5 separate regions of the Sus scrofa genome follow, and regions 1, 2, 4 and 5 are each linked to region 3. A link is a contact called in public Hi-C and HiChIP or PLAC-seq data. All regions are on one chromosome and are shown on one strand. Each heading gives the region's core, a stretch centred on a gene start, on an enhancer-like site or on the middle of the called end of the contact. The rest is flanking DNA. Distances are from core to core; before and after follow the strand shown. Region 1 holds the start of SPRED2 (sprouty-related, EVH1 domain-containing protein 2). Region 2 holds the start of ETAA1 (ewing's tumor-associated antigen 1). Region 3 holds the start of MEIS1 (homeobox protein Meis1). Region 4 has its middle 180 kb from the start of SPRED2. Region 5 has its middle 61 kb from the start of ETAA1.

Region 1 (2,828 bases), core at 263-2,762, 900 kb before region 3:
AGCGCCCAGAGCATTGTTCCCCTCGGGCCCGCGGGCCGGGCACGCACGCTTGTGCACGCGCACACACACATATATACACACACATACACACGCCCGCCCGCTGCCCCGCACGCTCCCGCCGCACACCCTCGGATCCTCCCCCAGGAGCAGCAGAGACCCCGCGGGGGGCGCCAGTCCCGGGCCCGGCAGCGCGTGCAAATTCACTCACAAGCGCTGCGAGACCCCTGGGCAGCTCCTGCACGCCGGCCCTCGCGGGGACACAGGCGCACGCAGACCCCCGCGCAGCCCGCGCCCAGTCCTCTCTCCGCTCCGCCGTGTTTTTTTATGAATGAAAATGTGGTATGCAAATGAGAGCGATTCAAGAAAACGAAATGGCGGAGCCTGGGCCCCAGAGGGCTCCCAAAAGGAGCGTCGGGCGAGCAGCGGGGCGGGAGAGTCACAAAGTCACTGTGTTAAAACCCACCGACGCCGGGGAGCCGGAGCGGGGGTGTCAGGTCTTCCGCTCCCGCCGCCGAGGATCTCGGGGGGAGGGGTGTTTGTGAGTCCCCGGAGAGGGAGCGGGGACAGCCCCGAGGTCACCCGCGCGCCCTTGGCCCCCGCAGCGGCCACCAGCCCGCCGACTCAAGGCGCGCCCCCAACGGCCCGCAGCAGCTTTTGCCCCCTCCTCACTTCAACAACAAGGGGTCAAATCTCGCATCCTAAACCCACAGACCAGCTATTCGCTGCACCCCACGCCAAGTTCACCCAACCAGCGTCCCCGCCCGCGTCCTCAGCCCCGGACTCCACGCTGCCCCCGCGGGACACCCTCGTTCCACCCCGCGGCCAAACTTACTCGTCCGGGTGTGTTTCTTCGGTCATTTTCCTGTTCACCTAGACGCCTGTCCCGCGGCGAGCAGCTTTGCTCCCTTCATCTTCCTGTCCGCTCACCCCCCTTCTTCACATCTCCGGAGATCGCCTGATTTGGTGGGGGCGGGGGGGGTGCTAAAGATGAAGGGGGCGCCGCAGAAGGCAGAAGGGGAAGCTGGGTGACCGGAGCGCGGGGTGAGGTCTGGAGGAAGGGGTGCACAGGCAAGCTTGGGTCGGGGGGAGCGAGCGCCGCAGCGCCGAGGGTCGAGGCGGGCGGGGGCTCGGGGTTCGGAAGCGGGCAGAGGGGAATGATTTGGGCAGGGGACGGCGGTGGGGGAGAGGAGGAGAAAAACAAGCTCTCCGTGGAGCGGCGGGGACTGCGGAGAGCGGGAGAGGGCCAGCAGCCGGTGGGGGCTCAGCCTTGGGTCGCCCCCGGGGGGCTGGGCCAATCACGGTTCCGGGGAGCGGTCGGAGGCCGGGGGAGGTGCGCCTGGGAGGCGGTGCAGGGCGCCCCGTCCGAGCCCCATCTCTCGACTCCACCGATTTACTCCATATTGGATTCTCACCGCCGCCAACAGGAGGAGGAAGTAGGGCGGAAGCGATGACGTCTTCCCAGCCGCCAGAGGTGGTGGAGTGCAAAAAGCTTCCTACTTGCGACCGAAAAAAAAAAAAAAAAAAAAAAAAAAAAAAAAGGAGAAAAAAAAAAACTTTGTCTCGCCTATTGAGCATGCTCGGCTTCCTTTCCCCCTCCCTCCTGGCTTCCACTCCCGGAGGAGCCCGGGAGCGGAGTTGTTTGCGCCGCGTCTGACTCCGGATCCTCCTTAGTTAGGCTCCGGGTTTTAAAATGCCCGAGAGGAGGGAGGAGGCGGCAGCCGGGGACTCGCACACATCTGGCTCCCGTTTGGCTCCCTCCCTCCTTCCAAACGCCTGGATTAAAATTCAGAGGGTGAGGAGAGGAGGGGGGTAGACGTAGAGCTCTGGAGGGGACTGGTGGGGTGCTCCGGCTCAGAAGACCAATTACCCGCCACCGTGGGGCCGGAGGGTGGAGGCGGTACAGGTGCCTCTGCCAAGATTCTGTATGGCAGAGGCTTTTCAGTTACACATGAAATCTTGTGATTTTTTTTTCTTGGTAGGGGAACGGGCATTCTAAAGGAAACATTATTTTGTGCATTTTATAAAAAAAGGTAAATCCAACAAGCCCAGAAACTTGCATTCCAGTAGAAATGATGGATTTTCCCAGGTTAAAACGTAAACCCAGGAGTTCCCTTGTGGCTCAGCGGGTTAAGGATCCTGCATTGCTACTGTAGCTGCTCAGGTCACTGCTGTGATGCGGGATGGATCCCTGGTCCACGAATTTCCATATGCCCCGAGCACGATAAAAAAAAAAAAGGTAAACCCAGGAGTTCCCATCGTGGCCCAGCGGAAACGAATCCGACTAGGAACCATGAGGTTGTGGTTCGATCCCTGGCCTTGCTCTAGTGGGTTAAGGATCAGGCGTTGCCGTGAGCTGTGGTGTAGGTCGCAGACGCGGCTCTGATCCCGCGTTGCTGTGGCTCTGGCTTAGGCCGCGGCAGCAGCTCTGATTAGATCCCTAGCTTGGGAACCTCCATATGCCGCTGGTGCGGCCCTAAAAAAAGACAAAAAAGGAAAAAAAAAAAAAGTAAATCCAAATATGGTTTTTTAGTTGTTCAGTAAATCTCTCTCAAGCTGGTGGAGGATGGTCCTTGACCCAGGCCCTTGAAGGCCGCCGATCCTGGGCCAGAGGTTACCATCCACATGGGCTTTGGCACAGTGAGATGGGAAGATGGAGACCTCCTCGAGTCTCCCCTCCATGCACTCCCCTTTGTCTTTAAATTATTTTCCTGCCTTGGCCTGGGACCATGAGCCTGGGTGGGTTCCCGCTTTCTAAAACAGCACTGTCTAGGCAATGGGCAGACCACCTTTACAATTGCACACAGAATCTTTGCTTGGCTTGATGCTCT
Region 2 (2,700 bases), core at 91-2,590, 890 kb after region 3:
AAATGTTATTTTATCTTTTACAATTCAATATACAATCAATTTGCACTCAATTTAAGGATATGTTTTCAGGCAGAGATTAAACTTCTTTTTCCACGTGTATATCAAATTGACTAAGCACAATTTATTATCAAAAAGTCCTTTGCCCACTGCTCATGGAGCTCCCGTTGTGGCACAGTGGTTAACGAATCTGACTAGGAACCATGAGGTTGAAGGTTTGATCACTGGCCTTTCTCAGTGGGTTGGGAATCCTGCGTTGCCGTGAGCTGTGGTGTAGGTTGCAGACGCAGCGCGGATTCCGCGTTGCTGTGGCTCTGGCGTAGGCCGGCAGCTCTGATTGGACCCCCAGCCTGAGAACCTCCATATGCCACAGGAGCGACCCTAGAAAAGGCAAAAAGACAAAAAAAAAAAAAAAAGTCCTTTGCCCACTGTTCAGAAAGGTCATCTTTGTCCTAAATCAACTGTACATTTATGTCGTTGTCTGTTTCTAAGCTATTTATTCTGCTTCTTTTACCTATCCTTTCACCATTACCACACTGTCTTAACCATCTGGTAGAAACCCATCTTCAGTGCTCTTCAGGAGATCTTTAAGAGTTTCTTGGTCATTTTCAGCCCTTCCCATTTCCATGTCCATTTTAAAATAACACACACACACATCTCTACTATGACTTTGGATTTGCTTTGAATCTATAGATCATTTTGTGAAGAACTGACATCCTAACAATATTGAAACCTGCAACCTATGAACACAGTATAATTCTCCATTTATTTAGGTTTTCAATTCCTTTGAAAATATTTCATAATTCTCTCTGCATGGATATTGCAATCTAGTTAAATTTATTCATAGTTAATTGATCTCTTGTATGCTATTACAAATCATTTCTTCAAAACGTCAGTGTTATATTTGCTACTAATCTATTGAAATACAATTGATCTTTGAATATGACTTTGTATCAGCAACTCTGTTTATTAATTTAATAACTTCCATTTTTGATTTTTCTATGCACATATCATCTGCCAGTTTTATGCCTTCCTTCCTAAACTATACCTTTCATTTCCTCTTCTTGAAAAAACTACAACTCACAATAACATAAATCCGAGTAATGTGTAATTCCAACTGTAAATTCAATAAAAAGATACCAGTGGATTCAAACTTCTTTCCACCTCACATGCTCCCCCTCTCAGCCCCACAGAGCCAAAGCACTACCTCTTAACAACTACTTCCTACCCAGACCGGTCGGGGCAGAGCAGAGCCGGCTCGGAGGTGGGCTGCGGAAGCGCGCCTTCTGCATCGCGCCTTCGGCACCCTGGACGCCCCGCCCCTCGCCGGACGCAGCCAATCAGCGCCCGCCCCTTGCGAGCGTCTCAACAGCCAAAATGGCGGCGGCCATTGGCGCAGAGTCCCGCTTGTAGTTCCATTGCCTTACTCCTCCCATTGTAAAATGTGAAAGGAGACGCGGCTAGCAGAGGGGGTCCTAGGCAATGAGTCGGCGAAGAAAACATGGGGACAGTCCTGGCCTGAAGAACACGCCGCGCAAAGCGACGGCAACTGAGGAATGCAGCTCGGTGGTCGAGCCGGGGAAGAGGCGGCTGAGGTCGGCCCACGGCTCGGGGCCCCGCGGGGCTAGAGAGAGGCCTACCCGGCCTCTGCCGCAGCAAGAGCAACCTCCAGCAGCCGCTTCGTGCAGTAAAAGTAACCCCGAGGGTGAGACGTGGGCAGCGCGGCCTCTCAGTGCCTCTGCGACTCAGCTTCACAACCCCGTTCCTAACAGGGAAACGCCGGGTAGGGGTGGGGGTGGAGTCTGACCTCGTGTTTTCTTTCTCTGGGTTTCTCCCGCGTGAGTCCCAAATTAACCCAACACCACTCCCCCACGGCTTTGGTCCCCCAGTTTGAGCACTGCCTGGTTAGGTTGTACAGCCCACGTGTTGCCCCTGCCACAGGAATAGATCGTGGGGGTTTACCTGTTGGAGGGAGGAAGGCTAATTGCTAGGCTGCTCCTTCAGGCATCAGCAGTGGCTGAGAGAGGGGAAATAATACCTGTTGCCTTCAGCGTATTCCTAGAGAAATTATTTCCCTCTAAACATTTTGCCCTGACTTGATTTACAGAAGGGGCCTTAGGAAAGCTATAGCTGTCTGTATCCTCAAAGCCTTGGTGATGTATCACATCGTTAGGAATAAACCGGAAGTTCCTTTGTATAAGGTCCCTCAAAGTAGGAAACTAAGGGCCCCTGAATATTTCATTGTGAACCATTTTTGGTGTTACATTTTTTAAAGATTTCTAATCCTGGGAAGAACTGAAACTCATATAAAAGCTCTTTTCTAGAGCGTGGTCTTAAAGCACAGCCTCTGTTACCTTTTTGTTTTTAGTTTACTTTGACAAAGTAATTGCAGAGTAAACAAAAAAAAGTGATACTAGACAAAACTTCCCAAGAAATGGATCACCAAAGCTTTTTGACATAATCAGTGTAAGTTAGATAGAGTTGGTGAAAGGAGGCTACACATATACTTTCACTAAAGTGTCTGTTGGAATGCTTTTGATTTTTGAGTTGTATCTGTAAGTTGCAGGTAGTTCCCCTAGCCTCCAAGTTCCAGTGGTAATACAGGTTATCCAGTATTGTCCATGTATAGAGCTACTAGATTATCTTAAAATATTTGCTATTTACAGTTAAATTTGTGAATTACAGGGATTTTTATGTGAAACA
Region 3 (2,700 bases), core at 115-2,614:
CACTATTAGGGGGAGGTGGGCGTTGACTCCCGCGAAGTATTAAAAGAAGCAATACTTGTCACTTAAGGAAGTACGTGCGCTTGGTGGAACCTGATTCCAGATCTAAGTTCTGATGCTCGCTCTGTGTCCCCAGTTTCTCAAAAGCTCACTTAACAGAACCTTAAGCCCTATTTGTCGGACCGATGCAAATTATCTTTTGGTTTGCGCATTAAGAGTTGACTTCAGTACATTTTAGGGCTCCTATTCTTTTCTAAACAACCTTCGCGGATAGGAGCACCCAATCTTTCTCAAAACTCTTCCCCTTACCTAACCCCCCTCCCTACCCCCCACCTTTGGGGTGAAGGTGGGTCGGCAACTGGTGGAGTGTAATGAGGGTAGGGGTGCCGGGAGTGAGGGGCCCTCTACTTTGGGGGAGTCAGCCTTTTGGCCACCATCAGGGCGGGAATCAGGACTGGCAGTTTGCATTCCCGGCAGATCGAAGCTCCCTGCTGATCGATTATTTGATAATTGATTTTCCCCGCAGCCAATGCGCGGCCGCCTTGGCGGGAGCGCCTCCTGATTGGCCGAGCCCTCCTCCCCGGCTGCCTACCGAGATTTGGGTGAGCTCATTTTCCAGTCGACCGCAGGGGGAGTTTTCTGCGAGGTTTCAGCTGGAGGGAGGGGGAAAAAAAAAAAATCCTGTTCCAAGCTGAGCGAGCTGCGAGCCCTGCTCGGGGATGTGAGGTTTCCAGCCCGCTGGTCGAGCTGCTGCGACTGAACCTTCTCGGCAGACCAGGGCTCTGAGGGCAGGAAAATAAAAACGAAAATAGCACCACTAAATATAATAATAAAGGGCAGCCTTAGGGTGGGAGAATAAAGGAAAGGAAATTTTTTTGTTTGTTTAAGCCAGAGAATAGGTGTTTAAAGGAAGAAAGTTAAAATTAGTGGCTGGTTGGAGCCTCTGAGTTGTGCGTAGGGGGCAGCTTTTTGTCTGAAATCTCAATCCCCGGAGTGAATTTCTTTTTCTTTGGCACTGGGAGTTCTCCCTGAGCCTTGTCTGGGGGATTGGAAAGGAGAGTCGGGCGGGAGAAGAGCTGGGGAGGAGAGCGCGGGGCGTCGCCGGGGCAAGAGCAAGGCCGAGGCCGGAGCCCCTCGGCTCCTCGAAGACAAAGGCGGCGCGGCCGTAGCCCCAGCCGAGCGCGCCAGCCCAGCCGCGCCGCGCCCTGGGCGCACGGCCGCCTCTCCCAGAGCAAGTCGGAGAAAAAGCCTCCCTCCTCGTCTCCCTGGCCTCGGCTCCACCCGCGAGGTCTGGGCTGCTCCGAGCCCGCTTCGGGTTTCGCTTTCTGGCGATCATAAATAGCTTCGTGTTTGTAAACAGGCGCTGGGGGCACATTCCCGGCTCTCGGTTCATTGTTCCCTCCCTTCCTCTCTCACTTCGCGCAGAACGCCGGGGCTGAGGCTGCGGGCCTCCGGGACCAGGAGATGGGGGCGTCCAGATCCCCAAAGTGAGAAAATGCAAGTATTTCCTTTCTTTGGGCCGAGTGTCCACCTCCGACCGCAAAACAACAACAAGAACAACTAGAAGCTGGATCTGCAGAAAGCCCCAGTCATCTCCACCCCACGTTCTCGGGACTCCTTAGCAGAGCCCAGTCTTGCTCCTGCTCCTCCTCATCCTCGCTCCCGGTTTGACTTTTCTACTTGGGGCGTTTGGTTCTAAGAATCCACTACTCTCTGCATCAGCCCTCCTCTGCCCCGCAAAACACTGGCAGACCCCAATAATTTCGAAGAAAGTCAGGAAGTCTATGTGCGGAGTCCTGTGCAAAATAACTCCCGCTACTGCTTGCCCCGCGTTTATTCCCAATTTATTTCAAGAGCGTCAGCTTTGGGGAGAGAGTCTGTAGGGGGAGGGAGAAAAAAGAATACGGAAAATAAAGCCGGCAGCCGGGGGCTACTGCCCGCGCTTGTGCGCGTGTGCCCTGGGTGTGTGGGTGTTTGTGCCTGGGCGTGCGATTTAATGGAGCGCCTCTCTGCCTCTCCAGTGCGGCCAGAGCTCGCTTCGCGCACCCACCCCTGCCTAGGAGCCTACTTGCTGCAGCCCAATGCATTGTGTAAGACGCGACCTGTTATGGCCACCACTACTTCCGGGTTCTAGCATTCTGGTCGGAATCCACCTCTCCGCCTGTGCAACACACACTTTACACACGCACGGGGACTGCAAGCGGGCAGCATCGATCGTGGCTCCTTTAAGACAAACTCAGACAGACATTTTTTTTTTTAACCCTCCTCCTCTAATCTCCCTCCAGTGCAGCAGTTGCAAAGAGGGAGAGAGAGAGAGAAAGAGAAAGAGCAAGCGAGAGAAGAGAGAAACTGATTAGGAATTAGGAGTGATTCAAGGGAAGCGAGCGCTAGGGCTTTGTGCATTTGAATATTAACATTTGAGGTGTTCTGACCAGAAGAAGAGAGAGCGGATGATCATTCATTCACCACGTTGACAACCTCGCCTGTGATTGACAGCCGGAGTGGCAGAAAGCCATGAGATTTGGTAGTTGGGTCTGAGGGGCGCTCTTTTTTTTTTTTTTTTTTTTTTAACTGATTTTTGGGGGAGAGAAGATCTGCATTTCTTTTTTTTTTTTCCTTTTTTCTTTTTCTTTTTTTTTCTTTTTTTTTTTTTTTTTTTTTTTTTTTTGCCCCCGCTGCTGTCTTGGAAACGGAGCGCTTTTA
Region 4 (2,700 bases), core at 118-2,617, 720 kb before region 3:
TAATAATAAGTTGTATTAATGGGGCCCTTTCTATGTGCTTGATTTTGTGCTAAGCATTTTACATTCTTTCATTTAATCCTTACAACCACTCTATGATTGGATACTGTCATTATACTCATTTTACAGGTGAGAAAACTAAGACTCACAGAAGCTAGTATAAAAGTCACCCAAATGAGAAAGGGTAGACCCATTATTTGAATCCAGGTGCATCTGACTTACAAAGTCTGTGCTCCTGGTCACCAGCTATGCTCTTTTCTCTGTATGTGGAATTATTTCCTTAGCATTGTTTTATGGAAGCATAATTATGGAGCCAAATGTCACATGTTAATTTATAACAATCTTAGTACCTATTGCCACTGGCATGTTTTATCTCATGCTTATGAACATTGGGTATTACTATTAAAAAAAGTAAATTTGACATGCAAAAATAACATCTTATAGATTTCATTTGCATTTATTTGATTGCTGGAAAGGGTATACAATTCCTTACATTTATAAATGAGTTGTAATACCTCTGCTCTGAATTTTCTACCATGCCCTTTGGTTTATTTACCTAATGGGATCTGGGCATATTTTTTATTAATTTGTATGAGCTCTTTACATAATACAGATTTTAACCCTTTGTTACATTGCAGCATTTTTTTTCTGTTGTCTTCCAATTTCTGTATGATTTTTAAAGATTTGAAATGATTTACCCCCATCTAATTATTGCCCAAAGATGAATTTATTTATTCAGTGATAAATAGGTCTTGGTCTGATTCTTAAGCTTATCACAGAAATCTTTATTTGCACTATTTATTCTATTTCTTTATCTCTCTCTCTCTCTCTCTCTCTCTTTTTTTTTTTTTAGGGCTGCACCCATGGCATATGGAGGTTCCCAGGCTAGGGGTCAAATCAGAGCTGCAGCTGCCATCCTACACCACAGCCATAGCAACACCAGATCTGAGCCACGTCTACGACGTACACCACAGCTTTTGGCACCCACTGAGCAGGGCCAAGGATTGAACCCTCATCCTCATGGATGACTAGTTGGGTTCTTAACCTGCTGAGCCACAACGGGAACTCCTATTTCTTCTATAAGCACTGATTTAGTAGCCTATTTTGTATAAAGCATATGTTAGGTACCGGGGTACCAGAGAGTGTCTGTAGGGATGGGAAAAGGACAGAAAAAGGCTGCTTACCACTTCAAGAACTTCAAATCTAGGTGGCATATGTAGTCAGGGATACATGCAATGTCTCAAATAATAAAATGACACAGGACAAGACCCCATAGTAATGAGTAACAGATAAGTTGTACAGTTTGTGCCATCAGTTTAAGTGAAGCAGGAATGCAGCTATTACTTACATAAGTCTATTTATGTAACTCACCTGATCTTTGGTTTCAGATAGAGCAGAGTTCAAACACAGGTACTGACATTTATTTGCTATGTGATTTTGGATAAGTTACTTAATTTATGACCCTCCATTCTGAAAGATACTTTTTGGAGGAAAAGAAATGCCTCATCTAAGATCTAAATTCAATAAATGTGTGCCAGAATGTGAGACACTTTTAGGTAGCTGTGAATTTTAGGGAAAGATAATATTTTACTGGGCCATTCTGGAGTCTCTAAATCATACCAAGTGTAAGTTTACAACCTCCCCTGAATTCCACAGAGGTCAAGTTTAGAACATGGCACAGACTGTCCTGGTTACTTCACCTCATTCATGTAATTGATATTCACTGGCACTTAACCATGTATCAGGCACTACCGGCTATGGGGACTTTTATATCCTCTTTAAGATGTCTTATCAAAAGTTGTCCCAAATCCAGGATAAAATGATTTTTTCCTCCAAGCAGTTGAGGACCTATACACCAAACAGGTTTTTTTTTTGGAAGAGATTATAACCGATATCCACTGTCTGGTTACACGTAAGCTCCCAGTGGAAATGTCCGTGAATAGCAAAATGGAGCCCACAAGAAGCCCCTGCGTGGTCCTGCCTTTAGGGGCTTGTGCTTGGGGGCCTGGCTTTAAGAGCTGCTGTGAATTTTGCCCCTAAGGTGGGTGCTGCCAGCCCAGTGAGTACTACTGATTAGTACTCTAGACATTGATGACTAAACTCAGGTACCTCTTTTTTTTTTTTTTTTTTTTTTTCTCTTTTCTTTTTATGCACTCGTGGCATACGGAAGTTCCCAGGCTAGGGGTCAAATTGGAGTTGCAGCTGCTGGCCTACACCACAGCCAAGGCAACAGGGGATCTGAACCATATCTTCCACCTACATCGCAGCTCGCAACAACACTGGATCCCTGGCCCAATGAGCAAGGCCAGGGATCGAGCCCCTACCCTCCTGGATACTAGTCAGATTCATTTCTGCTGCGCTACAATGGGAACTCCAGGTACCTCTTTCTACTTCAACTTTTAGGCAAGCCAACTTAGCTTCAAGACCTAGGTCCAGTGATGGTGTGACCCCAGGGTTGTGGCCAGCACTACATGTCCACTTCTCTAGTTTTTTACTAAAACTGAATGTTATCAGTGTTTTAACTTTTGCCTGTGTCAAGTATTTTTCCATCTCAACAGACTTCCTTGAAGTCATTCTTAATGGACACATGGTATTCTATCACCTAGGACTGCTATAGTTTGTTTAACCTTCTTCTTACTGGCTATTTAGATCACTTTAATAGTTTGTTATTTAATTCTTCACAAAACTCAGCTTTATTATTAT
Region 5 (2,731 bases), core at 76-2,575, 830 kb after region 3:
CTGACAGTTAAAAAGCTATGCTTGTTTGATTGTTGACTAGTTTTGTCTTTAAATAATGGTCTTCTTTTGGCATTTAATGTATATTTGTTCGCAATAAACATAATTTATGAATATTTTAACACATGTGTACTCAGTGGGGTGGATTATCATACTGATATAAATAGAATTAATGAGCAGTCAACCCGCCACATGTCATGACATATGACTGGGCAGCTAGAGCACAGAAATAATTCTTGTAGTTTCATAATAAAGCTTTTTTCTTAGTTTAACTTTTTCAAACTATTCACTGTCTTTATTTTCCCTTTATTTTGGAGTATGAGTCACCAACTAGGAAACAGGATTCTGGTTTTCCTACAAGCATCTCCTTTTTGACATTCATGAACTATTTTCTTGTCCTTTAAAACTAAATAAACATATTTGAACAAACTAATGCCTTTCGGCCAACTTTCAGAGAATTGGTCGTAAATAATCATTTTACTTATTTCAACTAGAAAAAAAAATCGATGGATTTCTCCTCTTCTTTTCATTTTGTGGCAAGAGTCTGATCACACCCCATAGCTGCTGGCAGCTCTTTACAAGAACAAAAACTTTTAAAATTCTTTTAAATTCTAAAACAAATCTGATGACCGTATCACCTGGATAAAATCATCCTGCAGAAAACATCTTCTTAGCCAGTTATTTGTGTTCCTTGCACCCAAAGCAACAATCTGTTAAGCGTGCCTAATAAGATTTTTTTTTTCCTAAGGAATAAACCCAGTGGTATAAAGCCACCTCTTCAAATGATAGGTATGGGGGTGAACACGGGCATGCAAAATTTCCAGTTCAACCAGATTTCATCTGACCAAGAATTATGTGCATAGGGATGCAAATTGAAATTGAAGAGGAATGTTATTTCTTTTTATTATTTTTATAGCTTGATGACGGGGTAAAAAAATGGGAAAAAAATTAAACTAGCATGTAGACTGCACGGTCCAGATGATCTGACGGGAGGAAGGCTTTGGCAAAGATATTAGAGCATGACTTTTGAGAGATACAGATGGCAGGGTTATAGCCTTTATTCCTCTTATCTTTCATTTTCAAAGGGAATATTCAAAGCTTTTTTGCCACCACCAGCCCTCCACTTCTACGTTCACATTTAAAAACACTGCCTCCCTAAACCAAAGTTCTGGCCTAAAACAGGCAAGCCCCAGGATGCTTTAAGAAAATGACAGAGTGTGACACCATGCTCCTGGTCATCTGTTAGAGGAGGAGACTGCACTCGACAGGGCTGGGGGCTGATGAACTTCCCTGAAGTGTCTCCCTTGGGGAAATTCAGCTCTTTCACCGGCAAAGAAAATGGGCACCACCTAGTGCTTTTTTGATGCAAAGGCTGTTTGCACTGGTGTGGACCTGAGTGGACCTGAGTGGGCCTGTGTGTTGGGTGGCTGACCTCTACAAAGGGAAAAAGAAAGAAGTCAGTTGGCTTTACCCTGTAGGCCAAAAAAAAAAAAAAAAAAAAAAAAAAAGAAGTAAAAATTAAAAAGCAAACTATAAGCTTAAGACAAATGAATTTAGTGCTTCAAACTCAGGGATTTTCAAACTCAGGGATTTTCTTGGGCTTTTTCTTTTTTTAAGCAATTGTTTGTCTGTTCATGAGAAATAACATTTTTACTCACTGAGACGATAATGATAATTTCTCTTGTATAATTTTTTTTTTTTTTTGGCCTCTTCATTTGGTCTGTGGCTAACTTGTAAACATTTCTAAGAACTTTCATTTCATCCAAAGTGACAAAGCAGAACAAGCCTTCCCACCACCCCCTAATCCAGTCTAACAAGGAGCCTGTCTGTGGAGTTCTCCTAACACAACAAATAGCTTTTATGAAAAATGGTTTGTAGCACAAAATCTTTTGCAATGCAATAAGATCAAGTTAACCCTCATGCCTCTAGGAAAAAGCCTGGGAAGTTTTATCTGATTGGCAAAATGGACCCAGATATGAGTTCAAGGATTGAGTACACTTTGATGAAATTTCACAGCAATGAAGTCTGATTACCTGAATGATTGCTTAAGCCCTTTAAAAAATAACTCAAGGAAGCACTAGATTTTTTTTGTTGTTGTTGGGAAAACAGATGGTCCTGTAGGGAACAGGAGAGTAACTATTCCAGCCTGTTTGCTTTCTCTATTACACTATGCTTCGAATTACTGTTGCCACAGTTGCTTTTAGGAAATAACGATCATGATTTCTCTGCTGCGAAGAGGTGGAATGTTCCGCAATACAATTAAAAACCTTAGTGTAGGCAGGGTGGAGGGTACAAACAGGGAGAGTGAGGAACCTGCTATACATAACCAGATTAACAAGGGGCCTGCTACACATCCAGGAACTAACTAGCTGACTTTAAACTCATTAGAGATCTGCTTATTCAATATGCTGCCCAACAGAATCCAGATGGAAAACAGTCTTCAAAGAAACAGATAAAAATATTATAACTACTATCAGTGTCTGAGCTAAGCAACCTGGATATAAAGGAATGAAGAAGGCAAAACCTAAGATTCTGAACTTTTCTCCTTGGCCGATAGCAAATTCTGGTTATAAGATGCTGATAGCACTACCTACATACAGCACTCGTCACTTGTATTACGAACGGAGTTAAAAAGTCTAAAGCATATTCATATCTTTAGCTATTTTATTGCTGTAATTTAGGATATTAAAGTTATTCCCTTAAACAAATTAAAAAATGTATATACCAAGGAGGG

The links. Hi-C and Micro-C count contacts between places; a contact is called where the count stands out from the background. HiChIP or PLAC-seq counts read pairs in DNA pulled down with a chosen protein or histone mark.
Region 1: a contact with region 3 is called in a Hi-C map of mesenteric adipose tissue, with 1.8 times the contacts expected there. The contact joins the promoter of SPRED2 here to the promoter of MEIS1 in region 3. A contact is called at or near these places in 3 of 47 Hi-C or Micro-C datasets (heart right ventricle, mesenteric adipose tissue and skeletal muscle).
Region 2: a contact with region 3 is called in an H3K27ac HiChIP or PLAC-seq map of skeletal muscle, with 5 times the contacts expected there. The contact joins the promoter of ETAA1 here to the promoter of MEIS1 in region 3. A contact is called at or near these places in 4 of 47 Hi-C or Micro-C datasets (embryonic fibroblasts, fibroblasts, heart right ventricle and 1 more) and 1 of 2 datasets of contacts at active chromatin or transcription factors (skeletal muscle).
Region 4: an H3K27ac HiChIP or PLAC-seq map of skeletal muscle shows a contact between it and region 3, with 7 times the contacts expected there. The contact joins the enhancer-like site here to the promoter of MEIS1 in region 3. A contact is called at or near these places in 6 of 47 Hi-C or Micro-C datasets (embryonic fibroblasts, fetal skeletal muscle, mesenteric adipose tissue and 3 more) and 1 of 2 datasets of contacts at active chromatin or transcription factors (skeletal muscle).
Region 5: a contact with region 3 is called in a Hi-C map of omental adipose tissue, with 1.6 times the contacts expected there. The contact joins the enhancer-like site here to the promoter of MEIS1 in region 3. A contact is called at or near these places in 5 of 47 Hi-C or Micro-C datasets (alveolar macrophages, embryonic fibroblasts, epiblast stem cells and 2 more).

What each region holds. Positions count from the first base shown.
Region 1 is chr3:76,526,330-76,529,157 of Sscrofa11.1, reverse strand. SPRED2 (sprouty-related, EVH1 domain-containing protein 2) reads right to left here and starts at 1,512. Exons shown (of 7, transcript XM_021087442.1): 1 at 833-1,512. The coding sequence starts at 858.
Region 2 is chr3:74,735,423-74,738,122 of Sscrofa11.1, reverse strand. ETAA1 (ewing's tumor-associated antigen 1) reads left to right here and starts at 1,340. Exons shown (of 6, transcript XM_021087430.1): 1 at 1,340-1,780. The coding sequence starts at 1,480.
Region 3 is chr3:75,624,519-75,627,218 of Sscrofa11.1, reverse strand. It overlaps MEIS1 (homeobox protein Meis1), which reads left to right and starts at 1,364. Exons shown (of 12, transcript XM_013996097.2): 1 at 1,364-1,494. LOC106509799 (a long non-coding RNA gene) reads right to left here and starts at 800. Exons shown (of 5, transcript XR_002342631.1): 1 at 1-800.
Region 4 is chr3:76,346,593-76,349,292 of Sscrofa11.1, reverse strand. No RefSeq gene overlaps it. Among named protein-coding and RNA genes, the nearest start is that of SPRED2, 180 kb to the left of the region's middle. Within about 2 kb of position 1,367, at least 2 of the 83 cell types and tissues checked have an H3K27ac peak or open chromatin away from gene starts, as enhancers often do. A contact at or near this core is called in skeletal muscle, where this site is marked.
Region 5 is chr3:74,796,010-74,798,740 of Sscrofa11.1, reverse strand. No RefSeq gene overlaps it. Among named protein-coding and RNA genes, the nearest start is that of ETAA1, 61 kb to the right of the region's middle. Within about 2 kb of position 1,325, at least 9 of the 83 cell types and tissues checked have an H3K27ac peak or open chromatin away from gene starts, as enhancers often do. A contact at or near this core is called in omental adipose tissue, where this site is marked.